Regions from separate parts of the Mus musculus genome. Here region 1 is linked to region 2. Evidence: chromatin contacts called from public Hi-C data. All regions are on one chromosome and are shown on one strand. The core of a region is the stretch at or near the end of the contact, and the rest is flanking DNA. Distances in the headings are between cores, read along the strand shown.

Region 1 (4,484 bases), core at 1,527-4,026, 180 kb before region 2:
TTCCTGACCCCGAAATCTGTTTGTCATCATAAAGTTGGTAGACTTTCACCAAAACATGAGTCAAGTACAAAACTTTTTCCCCCTGAGGCATTTTGAAGTGACCATTGATGACCTTACTCCCCCTACCTCCAGTGTTAATGAGCAAATTCAGGGCTTTTGTGAATGCCAGCGAAGCTCTCTACCACCAGGCCACACGCCCTGCTCACTGCATTTCTCGTCCCTGCTGAGGGGTTTGTTCATTGTATGAGCTCCAATACCACTTGTCCTATTATGACTTAGGGACTCACAGGGCTGTTTTGAGGGTTCGCTATTGGAAAGCCTCCTGCTTCTTTGAAAAGCCCCTTTCTGCATTCAAACATTACGAGAGCAATTTTAAACATCTTCAAATATCTGAGAGTCTTGGGATTCCTTTCCTGAATTTGAAGCTGGCAGGTGGCTTTGCCTACCTCAGCCAAGCTTGCGGAGCTGCAAGAGTGTTTATTTTCCAATCAGACTGTCTATCTAAGAGGTCAGGTGAGCCGAAAAACCAAAAAGAACCGGTGGGCACCGGACCTCCCACGCCCCACAGCCCTGCACCGCTCTGTTGCGCTCAGCCAGAAGGCAGCTGGCATAGTTTCCTACCTTGGTCTTTTCATCAGTGATTTCTTTTCCCTCCTCTGTACAAATCTTTTGACTGTAGTAACTTCATCCTTTGAGGAACAAAGTGGGAAGTGCTCCCAACAAACTCAAATAGCTTTAGCCACGATCTAAAGTAATTTGATGGGGGAATAAATTGGTAACTGGTTTTCGGGAAAGGGAGGCACTGAGATAGAATACAACCAGCAGTAAGATTGACGTGCAGCGTTCACGTAATCACAACAGAGAAGATAGATGAAGTGTTCGGCATCTAAACTCTGGAGCCAGGAGCTGGGCTAGGGTTCCAGCTCGGCTCTATTTCTTATTTCTCGTGTCACTAAGGCTCCTATCTCTCAAGCTTAGGTGTTGTGAGCACCCAGTGGGGCTGCTGAGGACCCAGTACCTGCTGCACAAAGGGCTGGCTTTTCTGGAGCTCCGTAAACGGGCGTTGCTGTTGCTGTGCCTTGGAAGGGATGCTGGCGTGTTTATATTATCCCGACAGGGCTGTCACCTGTGTCAAAGCTGCTCACTCAACATTGAAGAAGCCTTTGAAGGCAGCTGAAGCCAATCAAGGAGATCATGGAGACGAGACAATCAGGAAATCTTTACAAGTGACACTTTTAAAGAAGGTTTAGTCTCCCATGAGTTCAGATCGGTCTGAGGAACTTCCTAGGGACTGTGATTTGAATGAGGTCTTATACAACTTGGCTAAGAAAAAAAAAAATGAAGTGCTTTCATCCAGGAAATAATGTGCAGAAAAAGAGGAGAAACAAGAAAGACTTATTTTTTTGGAGTGGGGGGGGTGTTAAAAATCAAATTATTGGCATGACTGTGCATTGCTGAGACTCAAACCCAGGGCCTTCATGCATGCCAGTCAATACGAACCTTCCCCTTTCTCCATAAAGGTAAAAGTAACACAGCATTTTGATATTTGATGTATATGTATATATATCAAATACACACACACACACACACAGACACACACACATGCACACACACACAGACACACACACATGCACACACACACAGACCACACACACACACACACACACACACACACACACGCACACACACACGAATGCACGCACACACAATCTTATTGAAGATAGAGTTTTCATACACTGTATTCTGGTTGTGGTCCCCTCCCTCTCTATTTCTCTCAGTTTTCCCCTCCCCTCTCCTCCCCTCCCACTGAGGTCCACTCCCTTTCTGTCTTTCCTTAGAAAACAAACAGGCTTCTAAGGGATAATAATAAAATATAATGAGATAAAACAAAAACAAATCAGAATCTAACAAAACAAACAAACAGAAGGCACAAGAACTCAAGAAAAGGCACAAGAATCAGCTGCAGACAAAGAGACTCACTTCTTGGCACACCCATAAAACCGCAAACCTGGAATCCATGGTGTATACACAAAACCTATAAAGTAAAACTAATTGTAATAAAATAACAGTAACTTTTTCTTGCACCACCACTACCCGGTGTATTTATTTATTTATTTTAATAAAAAAGCTCTGACGTAAGGAGTTAGGAGACAAGGAACCTTAAAGTCACCACTGGGTTCCTTTTCAGTCGGCCTCTCCTGTTGGGCACTGCAGCCTGCCCTTAAGAGTGGTTTGTTTCTCCAGTGAGACTTCCTTGGAGAAAACAAAATTTTCATTTCCAAGTGGTTATAGATTGGAGAGAGTTTCTGGATTAGCACTGTGGAGTGTGTCCTCTCCTCCTTTCATCTGCATCTGGTGCAGGACACCCCCCCCCCCCCGCCCCGCCCCGCGTGCTACCTCCATCTCTGGGAGTTCATATGTGCACCAGTCCTGTTGTGTTTAAAAGTCTTGTTTCCTTGGTATCTTCCACCCCTCTGGCTCTTTTTGCCTCCTCTTCCCCTCCGGGTTTCCTGAGCCCCAAAGGAAGGGCTGAATAATATTTATATTTGAAAAGACAGTCTTGAAGCTTTTGTGAGTTAATGCATTTGACACTTTCTTTTAAAATATGTCCCCTTCCTCGTCGGTTTGACTATAGTATGAAGAAAAGTGTATTTATTGGCGAACTATAGGGGTTGCAGATTTTTATATAACCCACCATGTCTTGATGACACCCCAGGCAGATCGTGTCCACTAGGTGGCGCGCATGGGCCTTCGCTGTAATGCTGTGGGTTTTCTAAACCAGGCTAGGGAGCGCTGTGCTATCCCTGGTGAGGCAGCTTGCCCAAGACCAACTCCAAATGCCTTAAGCCTGGGGTTCCCACAGCTGCAGCTTGCAGCCTGATCAACCTCAAACCGCAGGCTGCAAAACCAGAAGCCCCTGAAGCGGCTTCAAACCAAAACACTGAGGTGGACAATGCCATGGCTATTTAGAGGAAAGGGATAAAGACACGAGGGGAGCATTAAAAAGAACGAGATCCTTCTGCACTGGTTTTCATGACAGTATAATTTTCTCTCATGTTGTAAGGTTGAGCACAACGTGAAATCGAGGCTAGATTCTGATGCAGATTTCAGAGTGGGAGGGGAAGGCATTTTGTTTTTCTTTAGGAGAGCGCCAGCTGATTCCCTTTATTTTCCAGATGAAACGCTGACGGCTTTGTCATAGTTTTATCCTTTATTACTGGTCTAAAAAGGGACAGGTGTCTTCCTTCCAATCCGAAGCAGCAAGTAATGGCTTTGGCATCATTTCTTTGCCTCTTTTAAGTTTATGGAAACCCATTTCTCATTGTTAGGCTAAAGATGCAGATCAGAACGGAGGAGCCTGATTCTTGTCACAGGAAGGCTGCTTCTCAGGCGATTAGAAAGCAGCAGCCGGGAGTCTTGACAGGAACGCGTGACAGATAGCTATGGCAACGCAGTTACAGACCCCGCACGCAGGGCCTCCAAAGCCCTGGGTTACCCCGCACGCACGCGTACAACTCTGCTTAGGAGCAACCCTGAGACCGGTTCTACGCGTTTCTGCAAAGCTTGCCTGTGCTGGTTTATCTGAGCTGGCTGAAGGCGGTGGGGGAACACGAGGCCTTTTTCCTGTAGTGTAGCTCAATGCAGCAGCATCTCTGTCTTGGGTTCAAGGGTACCCCGATTCTGTAATTACAGATCGGCAAGCTCATTTTGATTTCGGCCAAAATAACTCTTAAAAAATTTAAAGGTATCTTTGTGTGTCTGGTGTTTTGCCTGCACCATATCCTGAGCACAAAATAAGATTTTTTTAAAAGTCAAATTTATAGTTCCTGTAAAATAATAATAAAAGTACCTTTTTTTGTACTTGCCCAGGGTTCTTATGTATGTAATCCTCTTTTTATGGTGCTGATGGCAGGCTTTCAATGGATTTCTTAAGATCTCTTCCAATGGTATATAATCTTGGTTCAGAAATATGCATTAGTTCAACAAACCCAGACAGAAAAGTAATTAGGGGTGTATGGAAATAGTGGAGTAGGGACAGAGTGATTCTTTTAAAATGGGCTTTCCTAATAATTTCGTTTACTTAAAGAAAGGTGGGTGAACTATCTGCATTTCTGGAAGGCGTGTTGCCTCTTATTCAACCTGTGCTTATTGTTTCAAAAGACAGGAATTAACAAGCAGAAATAAAGCACCTTTTCTACAGCAAAACATTTAATTTTACTTACTAAAATGTTAGATTTCAATACAGACCCAGGAGCCAGCAATGTCTGATATATTACTAGAGAAACATCTGGAAGTGGCTGTAAGGACGGCTGAGTGAGTGTAAGGTTCGCGATATCATCTCTGGATGTAATATACTTCTTACCTCTGGGTGGCGCTGTTCAACTGCTTCTTGTTTTTATGTGCCGTTGAAAACCTTTGCTTCCTGTTAGATGCATTCCTGAAAGAATCTGTTAAAGAGACATTTCCTCTATCCACAGTTACGC
Region 2 (4,507 bases), core at 1,652-4,151:
GAGTACCGCTTCATGGCATCTAGATGCACTCTGGGATGTTTGGCTTTCTGATAAAGATGGAGGGGCTGAGAATTCTAAGGAGCAACAAATCCAGAAGGAATGAGCCTTCTATGTCTTGTTAAGTCTTCCAGACAGCGGAGTCTGAGGAGCGAGTGAAGCTGCCCAAGAGGATTATTGTTGAGCGGTATGAAGGCTCAGGGCAGTGGCTATCAGGAAGATTTACATGGAAACTAATAGAGCTTGCTCAGTTATTTCTGCTGGCTAGACTTAAACCAGGACGAAGCTGAGCGGAAACCTAACGTTCTGGGCCTCCACACATGCTTCATGCTTTGTGTAGTTCTTTTCTAAGTTCAGAAATTCAGTGTTTTGGGGAAAGGAACGTTAAGAGGAAAGCAGAGGCCCATAGGCCTCCCGCTCATTCATCTCTTGGGAAGCCGAGACAGTTTCTTGTTTTAATTGTTTTGTTTAACTATGAGTCTGAAACCTTTGTCTACTTGGTGGCACTCGATATGGATAAATTGACACCTTGTTTGGTCAGCGGTGCCCATGCATCCTTCCACGTGTCTTCTCCTTTGTAAAGTTAGGAACTGGGTCCAGATCTCTGTTCTGTCTTCCTCATTCTGACAGACTCTCTTTCTTTAGTTCTTACATTATCTATCCCTTTCCACAAGTCTGTTATTTGTTTGCACCCTCAGAATGTCCCGCCCTCAACCTGAAGTCTCCATCCCTATTCCCACTTTGCCAGTGGCTTTCCAATCTCCATTGTTTCTTTAGTGAAAATTTATGTATTGGCTCCTTAACACTTTATTAACTGTTGGGAGGCAAATTTTCTAAATGAAACATTTAGTGCCTCTGTATGAGTTTCCATGATGTCTTGGCTGGGATTAAAGTTGAAGACTTGTTAATCACTCTATTTCCTTCTGATTTCAGTTCTAAACACTCTGTCAAGACAGTAGGACAGAAGTTGTCAATGTCCTCCACATAACAAAATCAAAGGCCTCTTCCTGGGCCTATGTGTTAGAGCCCCTGAATTAGACACTGTTAACTTCCAACTTCCTGTGACATGATCATCTTTCCTAGATTTCTTTTGATTTCCTAGACCCCATTTCTCACCTTTCCAATCTGTGCCCATCTAGACCCCCATTTGAGCTCTAGATGTGTATACCCCTCTGCCAACTTGACAGTTCTACTCTGATATTTTTCCTTATAAGAAATTTAAATGAATATATCCCAAACTGAATCCCAAACTGGTGTTCATTCCTAATTCTTACAGTATTGTTGCTATCTACACATTGCCCCTAACTAAAAACCCTCTCCATTACATCCTTTGTTCAACCAAAACAAAAGTCCTATCAGTTTCTCCTGTGTCTGACCACCTCACTCTTTCCACTGCCAAGACATTAGTCAAAGCGAAGGTCATCTCTCAGTGGAGTGTCTGAGAAATCCCTGTAATTGGTTAAGGTCTTATTCCTTAGTGTCACTCTGAAGGATTCCTTCCATACACTTACTAACCATACTAAAGTGCTTCGATTTCTGATCCAATCCAGCATCAATCCCCCCAATCTTTGACCTTGCAGATCTCCTCCTCCTCCTCCTCCTCCCCACTCCAATTTTTATGCGTCCTTCCTAGCTTCCTTGACATTTTAAGATCTCAGCTCGCTGTTTCTAAAAGCTGTCTCTGACGTCCTAGATCAGATCTCCTGCTCCATCTTCTTGGCACATGGGTACCTCACACCACAACATCACTATTAAAAACATCACTGCCTCACAAGATTAAATTATGAGCAGGGACAAAACTACACTTAAATCATTGTGTACTCTACACAGTAAGCCCCTGCTTAGACCTAATAGGTGCTCATTACACACATGTCAGATGGTGAGCTGAGCCAGTATTTATTTTGGAATTTATCGTATCAAAACAACCACAGTCACTTTGACAACAAGAAGCTGATTTTTTTCCCTTCTATGTCTTAATTGCCAGCATGAAAGCCAACATGTGGTGGGAGCCAGACACATAGATGCTGACTGAGAACAGCCTCTCTCTCAGTTTTCATGTGTCAAATAATGTACAGTTTTACTTATGGAAGAATAATACTGCCTGCGAATGTATAGCACTGAGACCCTATATGAAAGGATCACTGAAGACTAAACACTTTTTCCCAGAATATGGCCAAACTACTTCTATAAAATAGATTGGAAACATTTTCAAGACTTACAAAAAGTCCCAGCTATCCCCCTGCCTCGGACATCTGAGCAAGTGTTTGCACATATCCCGGGCTACTCTCTCTTTCAAAGCACTACCATTTAGAATAACGTTTCAGTTTAGCAGATGGAAACCACACATTACTAAAACACAAAACAGCACAGTGCCAAGCCATAGCCCAGCTGGTAAAGCACTTGCCACACAAGGGTGAGGGCTGGAGTTTGGATGCCAGCCCCCATGTAAATGCCAAGCATGTAATCCCAGTGCCCAGGAGATAACACAGGATCCCCCAGAGCAAGCTGGCTTGCTATGCTGGCCAAACTGTAGGCTGAGAGCCACGTGAAGAGACCCTGTCTCAATAGATCATGTGGAGAGTGATCAAGGAAGACTCCTGATATTAAAATTAGAGCTCTAGATGCACATACACACATGTGTACATGCTCCTTCTCACATGCACATACCTCCCCCTCTCCCATGTACTGCAGAAACATATATATTATACATGCAGAATAAAGAGAGGACTTAGGTGAAGCAGGCTGGCCAGTTCTCTGTAAATGCTAATCATTTTCCCAAGATACTTTTAACAACTGGAGCTTCAGGGCAGCTTTTAAATCTGGCGTACTTTTCCAAGACAGCATTGCAGTAAGCATGACTCAGAGGACCCAGAGTCTTGCCAGCTCCTCCTGAGGTTGAGGAAAGCATGCAAGGGCCAGAGTTCAAATGTCACCATGGACTGTACTGAAGAGAGGTTTGGACAGAGTGGGAGAGGCACCACTAGCCATAGCTCTCTGTTGTCCCAGCGGGGGATCTATCCATGTGCAGCAAGGGGAAGAAATGAGAGTACCTGCCATGGGGATTTGAGAGGGAAATTGATTGCACACATTTAAATACATGATGCTAAGGCTTCTGCCTGACAGTGAAACTCTTACATTCTGCCTCAAGGGACTTGGGAATGGGAACTTGAGGGTGGATGCAAAGAATACTGTGGCTTGTCTTTATCCTGGGAAGCCAGTGCATCCTGGGTACAAGCCAGAAAGTCTCCCAGACCATGAGGATGACATTAAGTTCAGGGCAAAGGTGGTGCTGAGTCCCTGCTGTGTGGCTTGGCAATCCTGCTCGCCATTTGCTGCAAGGCTGCGTCGTCCAGAGGGAGCTCATCTGCAAGGCTGCACAGTCTTGGCTCTGGCCCCACTCATTTATTGGTCAATTGAAGGTGATAGAAAAACATGCTGGATGAAATCACGGGAAGGTAGGGGGGCCAGCAACCTCAGGCTTAACCCTTGAGTTAAGTTCTGCCTAAGTTCTTACAGAGCAAACCGAAGTGGACCAACAGCATCAGCACCTGTATGGACTTGTGGGAAACATACAATGTCAGGCTCCTGTCTAACCCCAGTCTGGCTGAAGCAGAGGCTCTGGAGATGGCCCTCAGCCATCTGTGTTTTAAGATCCTCTCTGAGAGCAAGATCTGAGAGCTCCCTGCTTAAAGTGCTGAGAGAACATAAAAGTTAGTGTTTTCCAAATAACAAAAATGAGTAATAATAAAACTATAATCACGCAGAATCAATGTAGCTAGCAGTTATGCTGAGAAAGTTGGGGAGATCAGAGGGGCAGATCTTTTGAGATGATTTGGCAGAGCCAGCTCCAGCGGCAACCACAGTTAATGTTAGGTCGATTCGTTAGCTGCCTATGCAAGAACTTGTTGAGTCAGTCAGAACACTTCAATTAACATAGGCAGTGGACATCTTTTCTCTTCTGTCTTCAAGGTCAGTGAGGCTTGGATGGGCAGCCTGTGTGTCTGAGCAGTGCTCAGTCTTGTTTGGGTTTGGGTTTTATTCATGCGTTGTCTTTCTCCTGGGACCCCCAGCTAACCCAGCCATGTTCTTGCCTGATAGCGATTGACATCAGACTGCACAAGCCCAAACAAGTAAGTCCTCTGGAGGGCTCAGCTTAGAGCTGGCACAAAAGCCTCTTTTTCCTCATCCGACTTACCACATTGAGTCACGTGTCCATGTCCAGATGGCAAATAGATTTGCCCCTCTGAGAACAGAATCTGAATATTTACATGGAAAGGGGACTATATTAATTACTCTTCTTGTTGCCATGACAAAATCAACGTAAGGAAGAGAGCGTTTATTTTGGATCAAAGTTTGAGGTTCCATTGTGGCAGGGAAGACATGGTGATGAGAACACAGGGCGTGGGTCAGACGGTCACATTGCCTCCGCCAAGAGTGGCTGCTGGCATTTTCTTTTTCCTTTTTATCCAGTGTAAGGCCTCAGGCTGTGGGACAACTCTGCCCGAATTCA

The links. A called contact is a pair of places that touch in the nucleus more often than the background predicts.
Region 1: a Hi-C map of uterus shows a contact between it and region 2, with 8 times the contacts expected there. The contact joins two enhancer-like sites. A contact is called at or near these places in 9 of 484 Hi-C or Micro-C datasets (the 3T3-L1 cell line, the HPC-7 cell line, embryonic stem cells and 5 more), 1 of 115 datasets of contacts at active chromatin or transcription factors (embryonic limb bud) and 1 of 9 other capture datasets (embryonic stem cells).

What each region holds. Positions count from the first base shown.
Region 1 is chr2:75,588,668-75,593,151 of GRCm38.p6, reverse strand. All of the region lies in intron 2 of Gm50595, which reads left to right. Among named protein-coding and RNA genes, the nearest start is that of Gm39853, 22 kb to the left of the region's middle. Within about 2 kb of position 2,776, at least 17 of the 459 cell types and tissues checked have an H3K27ac peak or open chromatin away from gene starts, as enhancers often do. A contact at or near this core is called in uterus, where this site is marked.
Region 2 is chr2:75,405,670-75,410,176 of GRCm38.p6, reverse strand. No RefSeq gene overlaps it. Among named protein-coding and RNA genes, the nearest start is that of Gm39857, 12 kb to the right of the region's middle. Within about 2 kb of position 2,901, at least 34 of the 459 cell types and tissues checked have an H3K27ac peak or open chromatin away from gene starts, as enhancers often do. A contact at or near this core is called in uterus, where this site is marked.